Regions from separate parts of the Mus musculus genome. Here region 1 is linked to region 2. A link is a contact called in public HiChIP or PLAC-seq data. All regions are on one chromosome and are shown on one strand. The core of a region is the stretch at or near the end of the contact, and the rest is flanking DNA. Distances in the headings are between cores, read along the strand shown. Region 1 overlaps Mnd1 (meiotic nuclear divisions 1). Region 2 has its middle 7.4 kb from the start of Gm30458.

Evidence for each region. HiChIP or PLAC-seq counts read pairs in DNA pulled down with a chosen protein or histone mark.
Region 1: a CTCF HiChIP or PLAC-seq map of pro-B cells shows a contact between it and region 2, with 10 times the contacts expected there. The contact joins two enhancer-like sites. A contact is called at or near these places in 2 of 15 datasets of contacts at CTCF or cohesin (CD8 T cells and pro-B cells), 21 of 484 Hi-C or Micro-C datasets (B cells, the C10 cell line, CD4 T cells and 17 more), 3 of 115 datasets of contacts at active chromatin or transcription factors (CD8 T cells, bone marrow-derived macrophages and embryonic stem cells) and 1 of 9 other capture datasets (embryonic stem cells).

The regions. Positions count from the first base shown.
Region 1 is chr3:84,122,054-84,127,526 of GRCm38.p6, forward strand. All of the region lies in intron 4 of Mnd1 (meiotic nuclear divisions 1), which reads right to left. Among named protein-coding and RNA genes, the nearest start is that of Mnd1, 31 kb to the right of the region's middle. Within about 2 kb of position 1,603, at least 9 of the 459 cell types and tissues checked have an H3K27ac peak or open chromatin away from gene starts, as enhancers often do. A contact at or near this core is called in pro-B cells, where this site is marked.
Region 2 is chr3:84,066,278-84,071,766 of GRCm38.p6, forward strand. No RefSeq gene overlaps it. Among named protein-coding and RNA genes, the nearest start is that of Gm30458, 7.4 kb to the left of the region's middle. Within about 2 kb of position 3,229, at least 78 of the 459 cell types and tissues checked have an H3K27ac peak or open chromatin away from gene starts, as enhancers often do. A contact at or near this core is called in pro-B cells, where this site is marked.

The DNA of each region.
Region 1 (5,473 bases), core at 353-2,852, 54 kb after region 2:
CTGGGATCCTAGGAACCTGTGATCCTGTGGTCCTGGGTGTGTTAGAGCCCCTGGGAGTGGAGCTTCTTCTGGGTGTTCTGGGACTGACTGTGTGAGTTAGCGCCCAAGTTCTGCTCAGGGCATCTCTGATCCTATGACCCTGGGTATGTTAGAGAGTCTGGGAGTGGCTTATTTTACTTAGAATGTCTCAAGGATCATCTATGCTGTAGCACTTACCACCTTCCACCTGGAGACAGGGCCTCTTTGTTTACTTCTGCATCTGCTGGGCAGATGTCCAGGAGCTTCCAGGGACAGCCTCTGCCTATCAGTGCTGTGGGTATTTGGGGATCACAGTTATGTGCTATCTCATCCAGTTTTTCATGTGTTCTGGAGATTTGAACTCAGGTCCTTATGAATAGATGGCAAGTGCCTTATACCCTGAGCCACCCAACCCCTTGGACTGATTTCAGTTATTGATATTTAATAAATCTTCACATTTTTATGAATCAAGTTTTTTCCTTGTAGTGCTGAGAATTGAACCTAGACCCTTAAGTATGCTAAATATGCAATCTAAAGCTAGCTATACCCTCAACCCATACGTGTTTTTCATTGTTAAATACTTATGTATTATGTATTGCTCATGCTGTCTGTGAGTGGTCATGCACATCGCAGGTGTGTACAGAGATCTGCTGATAATTCTGTGGAGACAGTGTTCACATCCAACCCTCACATGCGTTCCATTTAGGCTTCTCCACACAGCCTTACTCTCTTGTCTATTCCTAGCAACACCAATGTTCAACTACAGCAACATTGTATTTGTTCAGTTTTCTGACAGGCACAAATCTTACTTACTAAGAAAGAAAAGCTTAGTGATGATACTGCAAGCAGCGACAGGCCACTGTCAATTGCTGGTATCTCCACTCAACTATATTTTTAGTCCTTTATTGGTTTCCTTATTACATGAACTAAAAATTATTGATAAAAATCAAGCGGCTATTGGTCATCATCAATTAGCTAGACAGACACAAACTGACGTTTTTACAATGGGCATCCTCAAAGTGTATGCTGCCCCATTGTCCTAGGAAGTGTGTTGTACTTTTCTTCATTTGTTTGTTAAGATTTAAATTTGGTTTGGGTGCTACTAGATGACAGGCAATGATGCCAGTGAGACTACCACTGAAGTATCTTGAAGTGTTAAAGGTTAGTCAACATGTAAATGTATAGCCTTGAAAATATGAAAATCAGCAAATTTCAAAGTTGAGACTGTTTTATATCTAGTCTAAAATTAAGTTGGTTAGAAAAAAATTATAATGTAGGCAAGTCATGGTTATAAATCAATATAAATACTAGGGAACTGATAGACTCTGTATCTGAATGTGATCAAGTGAAATCATTAAGTCTGAACCATGCATGCCCTGAGTCAAAAGCTCACTTTAAACACAAATGCAGCTGACAGGGTTAATTTTTATGAAATGGCTATAAAATACAGAGCAGCTGGAGTTGCTACTAGAATGTAAATACTAAAATTTATAAAATACTGATGGCCTTTTGGGGCAAATATTGCAAACAAACTGAAATGAGGGTTTTTAATGGCATGCATGGTTTTTGACACTCTGCCACCACCTGGTGGCAGGGCATTAAGGTCTGGCTATTGTGGACTGGGTCTTTTCCAGACTGGTTGATTTATATTTGTCTAGAATGATGCTCACAAGCCTGTATCTCCTGGGAAACACAGAATAGTGTTTGGAGCAGGGACTATGGAATTCGATAACTAGTACAGGGTCACCCTTTTCAACCACACCATGAAGCTCCGACGGCAAAGAAGAGTAATTTCTAGGGAAGTCTGGAAGCCTAGCCTGAAGAGCAAAGCACACAAGAGCAAAGCAAATGGTAAACTTTTTTTTCTAAATCTCTGACAACTTAAAACTAGCATCAAATGCATGCATTTCAACAGCTTTAACCATTGACTGTTTTTCAATTATTTCAAATTGTTTATCAATAAAATACATGCATATTTCCTTCTCCCATCTCTAATATTCCAGTCACCCTATCTCTGCAAACAGTATTTAACTCTTTGGTATCTGACACAACAAGAGATAGAAATAATATTCAACTTAAAAGCACATCTTCATTTGAGGTGGAGGGACAGAGGCTTGCTGCATTGTCCAGGGTGGCCTCTAAATACCCTCCTACCTCAGCCTTCCGAGCAGCTAGGATGCCCGGCTTAAAAGGCTTTAAATACATATGGATGTTATTTGGCAGAATCTCTTAGTTGCTCCTACAAAGCCTTTCACTATTAACAGAGCTCCAATTTCTGTTCAGTCTAGAGTGGTAATGTGCTCTGAAAGAACAGGATGCTCCCAGAACAATCTTTCAGTATAAGCCTGTCAACTCAGACTCTGCCAATGAGACCGAAACAGACGCCTGCCTGGGCAAAGGGGCATGCTGACATTTTCCTCTTATATAAAAGATTCGGGGGGGGGGGGGTGGAGTGGGGATGAACAGGGAGGAAGAGGAAGAGAGGGAGAGACAGAGACAAAGAGAGGGGTGGGGTGGGAGGGGATGGGAAGTCTATTTTCTGGGCACTGTTGAGAGAGGACTTAGGAGTCTCAGTAAGTACTTAGAACCAAACAGGGAAAGTCAAATGTCAAAGGCAGTCTAGATAAAGTGTAGTGCAATTAGCCACCCTTGAGAAGGCTACCTCTAGATTCTTACCTCTGATAATGAATCCCTATTATGGAAGCCAATTTGAATTCCTTTTCTCCCATTTGTTTACTCATACATAAGAATGTCAGCAATAGAGCAAGAGAGGAGAGGGAGACATCTCAGACATTAAGATGCTGTACTGCTCTTCCTCAAGACCCAAGCTGCCTATAACTCCAGCTCCAGGAGACCTGACCCAATCACACCCATATACAAAGAATTAAAAGTAAAAATGCTATATGCTTTAAGAATGTTAATAGTATTTGGTTTTAAGTGAGTTATATACAAATTTATTTTGGAAAAATGCCAATGTGACTATTTTTAAAATATCAGGGCAATGTGAACTTCTGTAGCTTGGAAAATTCTTGCTTGCCAATGTCTCTCAGAGACAGATCTGAAGTAAGCTAACTGGGTAGAAAAAAATAGATGCATAACCTGTAAGACAGACACTACAAATATACTAACCAAGTTGTCTGTTTCTAAGTGCCTGGTGAGAGGGTTCTTAAGGCTAAGGAATGTCAGCTGGGCTCTTCAGAGACTCCATGCAGGTGTATTTAACCAGGAAAAAAGAACCTGTTGACACCAGCAGAGGTCTACACAAGCTGCAATGCAATTTGCAAGCTGAGATTATCTCAGGCAACCAGAATGAATTCAAACTTGAGAGGGCACTCTGTGGCAGTGCATACAGTCTTAATTTGCTGAAGTGACACCATAAACTTGGACAGAATTTACTAAAGTGTGTTTCATGGAACACTAATAGCTCAAGGAAACTGGATAAGGAAGACTTGCATATTTAAAGGCTCCAAGAATTCAAACTAGCTACTTGTGTGAACCCAGGGTTCCAAATTCTTTTGATTACAGAACCTCCTTTTCAGTAACACATTGCATCTGTTACTCAGAATCCTGTCAAGTATAATTCAGGCAAAATGGTAGAAAAATGAAATGATGAAGTTAAAAATACACACTTAATTGTTCCCACATAACATTCATTCCCAAAGCTAAGTTTTTTTTTTTTTTTTTTTTTAAAGTCAATATTACACCAGTGTTCCAATAATCCTGACTGTTTGGTGGAAATCATTTTCACTGCCATATGTTATCAGGCAGAAGGAAAGGGACTGTAGGGCAGGGCAAGACTCTTAGGCCAAGTGCTCAGCACTTAGGACTGAGCCCAGGCTCTGCTGAAGTCAGGCAGGGGCGCAGTGATTAATGTGTTTGTTCAGCACTTCGCAGATCTCTCTGCAGCTCAGTCACTGTGGTACATGCTACCAACAAAAGATGAGCAAGCTATAGTCCCTCCCCTGAAAGACTGCTTGCTGTGGTGGTTCTAACTCCACAAAGGCTTCTTCGTGCTACAGAGGAAGTGTGAATACAGTCTCTGTGGTGGTGACTGCTGTTGACTGTTGACCACAGGAAGAACGACTGTAAACCCTTTCCCCCTCAAGTTACTTATTTCAGGTGTTTTGTTAGATGGACATAAGTAACATCCTCAGTCACTCTTCATGACTGTGTGGACCACGCCACGTCACAGTGATGACATCAGTCATAATGCTTGCCACAGCAAACATTCACCAAACATTCATCAAACGAATTAACGGAGGTAGTGCCTGTCTTTATTTTTTTTTTTTTAAATTCTAGTTATCTACATAGTCCCAAAGTAGACTTACTCTTTGAAGACTCGATTTTAGCTGTAAAAATCTCTACATGCCTGTTTCTAAATACTGGCAGCGGCAGAGACTCCAAACTGAGAACATCTCTCACTGTCTCCAAAAGTAACAACGAAATCCAGCTTCATGTTCTTTACTTGTCAGAATGCAATGCTTCCTATACACCAACTCCTAGAAAGGCTGGCCTGGCCTAGCCTCCAAACAAGATTCCGAATAAGGAACTATAAAAGTTCTGGGGGAGCGACTTCCTAGGTCTTACCTGTCTCAGAAGCCATTGAATACTGCTATACAGCTGCTGCCATGCTAATTAAATTCTTATCTTTAAGAAGTCACATGTTTTAATTGCAAATTTAAAATATTGCTTTGACTTATAAAATGTAAATAAAGTGCATACAACATTTCCTACCCTTAATTTCTAAGAGTGCGACTCAGTACTGCCAGGCGCAGTCAGGTTGTTGTGACCTGTAATCTCCAGAACTGCTCATCTGTTCAACAAGACCTCCCTCCCCACCCCAGACCTCAGCAACGCCAGTTCCACTTTCTGTTTTGAGACTGGCTACACTTCATGTCCAATACAAGGGGAATTACCATAGAACATCCCCTGAAAGATAAATATACACACTGTACACATGGCATAGGAGCAAAATCCTGCCACACTCCTCACTTGGGCATAGACCCTCTCAGACTAAGTGGGGGATGGAGACAAGGTGAGAACCTCCTGAAGGTCTTGCTGCCCAAGCAGAGCCTCCTCCATGTGATGTGTCAGAGCCGCCATCCTTTATAAGGCTGAATGAAACCAGGATGATTGCTTTAAGAATTAACTTCAAGGCCATTCTAGACATTTAACAATTATTTTATTTTTAATTATATTAGGGGGAGGCTATTTGCTCTTGAGCCCAGGTGCCCTTGGAGGTCAGAGGTGTTGGATCCCCCTGGAGCTAAAGTTACAGGTGGTGCTAAGGTATGGGTGCTAAAACATAACTCAGGTGTTTGTAAGAACAGAATGAGTTCCTAACTGCTGAGCCATCCCTCTCCAGCCCCCTAACAATTTCTTTACAACTTTTAGGATACAGAGAAATGTCACTTCACTTGGGAGTTTCTTCAGATTACACACAGAGTCACCACAA
Region 2 (5,489 bases), core at 1,979-4,478:
TAAAAAGTAGAAAATAGAAAGTAATCTCAATGAACATTAAGATATTTTGAAATAACAGCAACAAAAAATGTCCTTTAACCACCAACAGTCTACCTGCAAATGGTAAATATTTTTATATTGTCTCTATACTGAAGCCCTAAGATCGAACCTATCCTATGTTAAGTATATGTTCTACTATACTTTCAGATACATATTTGTACATATTATGTATACATACCTTATATATACACTAAACGTGTACATGCATGTGTGTGTGTGTATGAATGCATTTGCCCACAGAAGAGGGTGCTGGAGCTGGAGTCACAGCTGATTGTGAGACACTCTATGTGGGCGCTGTGAACCCAACTCAAGTCCTCTTACGAGAACAGTACTCAATCTTACCTGAGCCATGTCTGACATCCCATAGTATTTTTTTTTTTTTGAGGCACGGTGTTATGTAACCCAGACTGACCTTAAACTCACAAGCCACAGGCCTCAGCCTTCAAAGTTGCTAGGATTACAAAAAGTTGCACACACAGGCACACACAAGAGAGACAGACAGACAGACACAGATACATATATACATCATGAAAGACAAGCAACAGCTAGCCCATTACCAAATGTTAAGTAATGACATTTGTAGAAAACGTATTTCAAAGCACCTAAAATATAAAATCCCCCTACTTTTGTAAATCTCTGGTACTATTCTTGGTTTCCCTAAAAAGCAAAGGTCTACTAAGAGGAGAAAAGGAGACTGTAGGACTTGGGTTTCCTCCCTCAGGACAGAGTGTTGGGGATAGAGCCCAAGCCCTTGTGTGTGCTAAGCAGCCATTCCACAACCCAGTGGCACTCTGAGCCCTAGACAGGTTTCAGACTGAAAGTGAGGGGCAGAGCCACAGACACAAACTGGTAATCAGTGACTATCTCTTGGCGACCTCCACACAGAATTTCATTCAAGGCTGGGGGAAAACAACCATATTGTTGGGCAGGTAAAACAAAGGTATCCCTCCTCACTTACCAGCCAAAGCATCTGGACTTAGCGTCTTGTCACTGAGATTAAAGAACTCCTCCCTAGCCGGGACAGTCCCAGGCACTCAGGAGACTGACCCAGGCAGAGAGATGGCTGAGCTCAGGGAGCCCAGAACTAGCTTGGGCAATACCTTGAAGTTTCATCTCAAACAACAATAAAACAAAAATGAAAACCAGGAAAACGGCCCAAGGGAGAGCGTAAAGAGGGCCCGGTGTGACCATAACCTGGAGGCTGCCTCCAACCTCCTCTGCAAGTTCATGAATTCAAATATACCTGTTCACTGATCCAACAACTTAAAACACAACACAAATACATAGGTTTTGAGTTTTAAAAATACTTTTTTTTTTTAAGATAGAGTCTCACACTATTGATCGGGTTGACCTTGAACTCACAGAAATCACCTGAGAGCTTTGATAAGGTACGAACCAGCACACAGAGACATAAACTTTTAATTAATTCTTTGACAATTTCATACAATATATTTGAATCCTATTCATTCTTCCAACTCCTCTCAGATTCTCCCCCACCCAGCCCTACCTACCCAACCTCCTTGTATCCTCCTTTAAAAACAAAAAACAAAAAAAACCTCATCAACTCCAATGTATGCAACCCACATACTCCAGGGGTGCACTCATCCACTGGAGCATAACCTACCAAGGCCTTCACCCTTCCCTCCCTCCCTACCCCCTCCCTCCCTTCCAGCAGCCTCCAATTGCCAATAGCTCCTCAAGTGGGAATGGGACCTGTGCCCACCTCACCTCTCTGTATTGGAATCTTGTCTGGCTTGAGTTTGGGCAGTCTGGTGCATGCTGCCACAACACTGTGAGAAGGTACGTGCACTGCCCTGTTGTGTCTGCAAAACACCGCCTCAGCTTCTTCAGTCTCTCCACCCGCCATGCCACAAAGTCTAGGGAGGGGCAAGTGTGAGATGGATAATTTTCAAAAGAGAGATTTGTATACCCCACATTTCCCTCAAAAAGTACAGTCTTGTTCTGCCTTAAAATGGAAACGTTGACATGTTCTTACAGCATAGATGATCTGTATGCTAAATTAACCAGTTCCAAAGAACAAACATTGCATGACGCCATTTAATATGGAAGGAACTTAGTTAATTCAAAAATAAAGTAGAAAGGTCATTGCCAGCAGCTGCAGAAAGCTAAGGACTAGCTTTTCTTAATTGAATGTTTATATTTTGTTTTATTATTTTATGTGCGTGAGGGTTTTGCTTACTGTATGTATTAGTACTACATGTGTGTCTGGTGCCCAGAGATGTCAGAAGAGGGCACTGGAGCTAATGGAACTGGAGTTAAGAATGTTAAGGTAGTGGTGAACTACCATATGGGTGGCAGGAACTTGAATCACTGTCCTCTGGAAGAGCAGCAAGTGCTATTAACTGCTAAGCCGCCATGCCAGGCCCTGCGAGCTATTTTTAATGAGCACCCGAGTTTCATCTGGAGAAGATGAGAATGTTCCTGAAGATTGGATGGTGCCAGTGAATATACCTGATGCCACTGAGCTGTACCCTATAGGAGAGTCAAGGTGACACATTTTACATTATGCATGTATCACCATAATTTAAGACATTTAAAAAAGCATCAAGTCTTGGCTGATGACAGTTCTCAAGCTGGTTCAATGTACCTATTTTAACATGGTGGTGATCTATGCCTGGTTTTGCAAACGGGGCACAGCTCACAACATTACGTTAGCTCTTAGTAACTATCTTTTAAATAGCAGCTGGCAACTTGACAGTGACTTTCTCATGTTCTGCCATCAGTCTGCAAGCTGCCAGTGGCAGGTAGAGATGTGCCCTTTATTTTTATGACTCACCTTGAACATGAATTAAGTTCTTGATAAACTAACTTCTTAGAAGACTCAGTTCTAATATTGCTTTGCTCCCTTTCCCCATGAACATGACACAAAAGGTTTTTAACCCCGCCCACTCTGTTTCAAGTATGAGCTCAAGTTGAGTGGAAGGCTCAGGCCCCCTGTGAACGCCAAAGCACCGCACTCCTGACTAGAACATTTCTCTTCCCAATCCAACCTAGACAATGTTCTATTAAGCAGAGCATTGCATCTTGCCTCAAAAACAGAGTGACTGTTCAAACTGGACGTTTCCTTTTACCCTTTCCCTGAGTATGGCTGCTTCTCGGGGCAGGGGCAGGGGCAGGGGCAGGGCGATTGAAGAGGACACTTCTGAAGCCCGAGTTCCTCATTCTGCTTCTGTGGGTTTTACTTCCGCTGGCACCAGAAATCCCCAAGTGCTGCTAATGCTTTCTCCTCTTCCTCTCCTTCACCTGCTTGTGTTTTCCCCCAACACGTCTGGGTTCTTCCCCATCTCCTTCTCATGCTGGTCTCTCTGTGAATCTCGTCTCCCACAGGCTGTCTCTGTACCCTACGACTCTCCTCTCTCCTCCCAGTATGGAGTTTTGCCCTCTTGGCCCTGGGTGACTAGATCTGGGACAGGTGCACGATGCAGACCTTGAAGGACCGAGGGGGACAGGTTCACCCTCTGGCTGGTGACACTTGCTCACTTGCCACCTGTGGCTTCCCAAGGAAAAGTCCATGGGGACAACTTTTGCTGCCACCGAAGCTCCGAGCCACAGCCCATGCATTGGGTGAGCTGCCTTTGTGGATCCCACTTTCAGCAGGGTCTTTACAACTGCAACCATATAGGTGACTCATAATCTCATGGCGGTGCAGACTTGTAATCTCTGTACCCCAGAGCTGGAAGGAGGCAGGATTGCTGTAGGTACCAGGCCAGCCTGGGCTACAGAGCAAGTATCCAGCTGGGAATACATAACAAGAGCCCATCTCCAAAGACCAAAGCAGCAAACACACTAGGGAAGTGGTTCCTCCTTTCAGAGGGCCTCTGCTCTTACAAGAAGATCAGAGTTCGGTTCCCAGCACCTATGCTGGGTGGCTCACAACCAGCTTTAACTTCAGCCCCAGGACATCATCTCGGGGCTCCTGTGTTCATGTACCTCCTACCCATGTACACATAATAAAAAAGAAATAAAATAGTGTTAAAAATGAGCCCACCATCATCAACAAACCGGGTCAGTGGGCTACCAGTGGGGGTCTTCCCTACCACGAACCAGGCCCTGGCTGCCATGTTTTGCACCAGAAACAAAGCAATCTTTAAAAAACAAAAACAAAATAAAAATAAAAAGCAAATCCTATCTTCTACCAGCTTCAGCTGCCACCTCGGGAGATTGTTCAGGTGACTCTGCCCTTTGCACTTAGAATCATTTCTTCAGCTTTTCATTCCGGAGCTCTGGTATGGCAAAACCTCACCACACCATCTGCATCCCACAGTGTGCACAGTGGCCTGGTCATGGAGATTGGAACTTTATTTCTATATTTCACACAAAACAGTCCCCTTATCATCAGTCTACAAAGTCACTTCTGTCAAAGAACATAAGCTAATTTTCTACGTCAACTTATTTTCCATTTTAAGTCCCAGATCGGGAGACTTAAGCACAGCTTTTTTTATTTTTGAATTTCAGAGATTTTTGAGGGTCTCCCCTTTGTTTTTCCCATGGTATGGTACAGCTCTGGGGACTCACACGATGATATCAAGGAACGTGGTGGTGTATGATCCTCTGTCTGCTCACAGAGTCACCTGCTACAGAGATGTCCCCTGGGGTCTAGCAGCTCTTAGATGCTTTGGGACCAATTCTGTGTCATTCGAATCCTTGCCATCAACACACTCTGCAGTTCCCAGCCCCGGCGCCAATGCCTTGTAGCGTTTGTCTGGGGCGTGGGGAAGTACCTTGCCTTCTGACCAGCAGTGCACAGCAGCTCACCTTCAGCTCTTAGCATCCCCACTTTCCCTCTTTCCTCATCTAGCCTCGGGTTTCAAACAGCAAGGGGCTCATCCCTTCTGGTCAGGGACCAGTGTTTTGATGAGAATGATCTTGTCAACCTGGCCCACCTGGGTAGGTGTCTGGAAGCACTGCCTCCATCAGACTGGCCTGTGGCATGTCGATGGGGCACTGTCTTGATTTATGATTGATGTGGGAGGGTCCAAGCCACTATGGGCGATACCATCCCTAGGTAGGTGTTGATGGGTTATATAAGAAAGCTGGCTGAGCACGAGCAAGAGCCTCCCTTTTTCTCTGGGTTCTGCCTCAGTTCCTGCTTTGACTTCCCTTGAGAGACTTTACATTTTCTTTTTCAGTCATGGCATTTGTCGCAATGAAGAAGACTATGTGGACTGAGGCCTCTCCCTGTCTTTGTTTCTAAGATACATTTTTAAAAACTTTATGTGTATAGGTGATGTCCTGCATACCCACATGTGTGCCACATGCATGCAGTGCCCAGAAAGGTCAAGAGAGCACTGGGTCCTCAGGAGTTTCAGATGGTTTCAGGTGCCATTCAGGAGCTGGGAACCACACATGGGGCCTCAACAAGAGCACAGAGTGCTCAGGCCAATGGAGTCCTTTCTTCAGCCCCTCCCCATTGTCCTTAAATAAGCCCT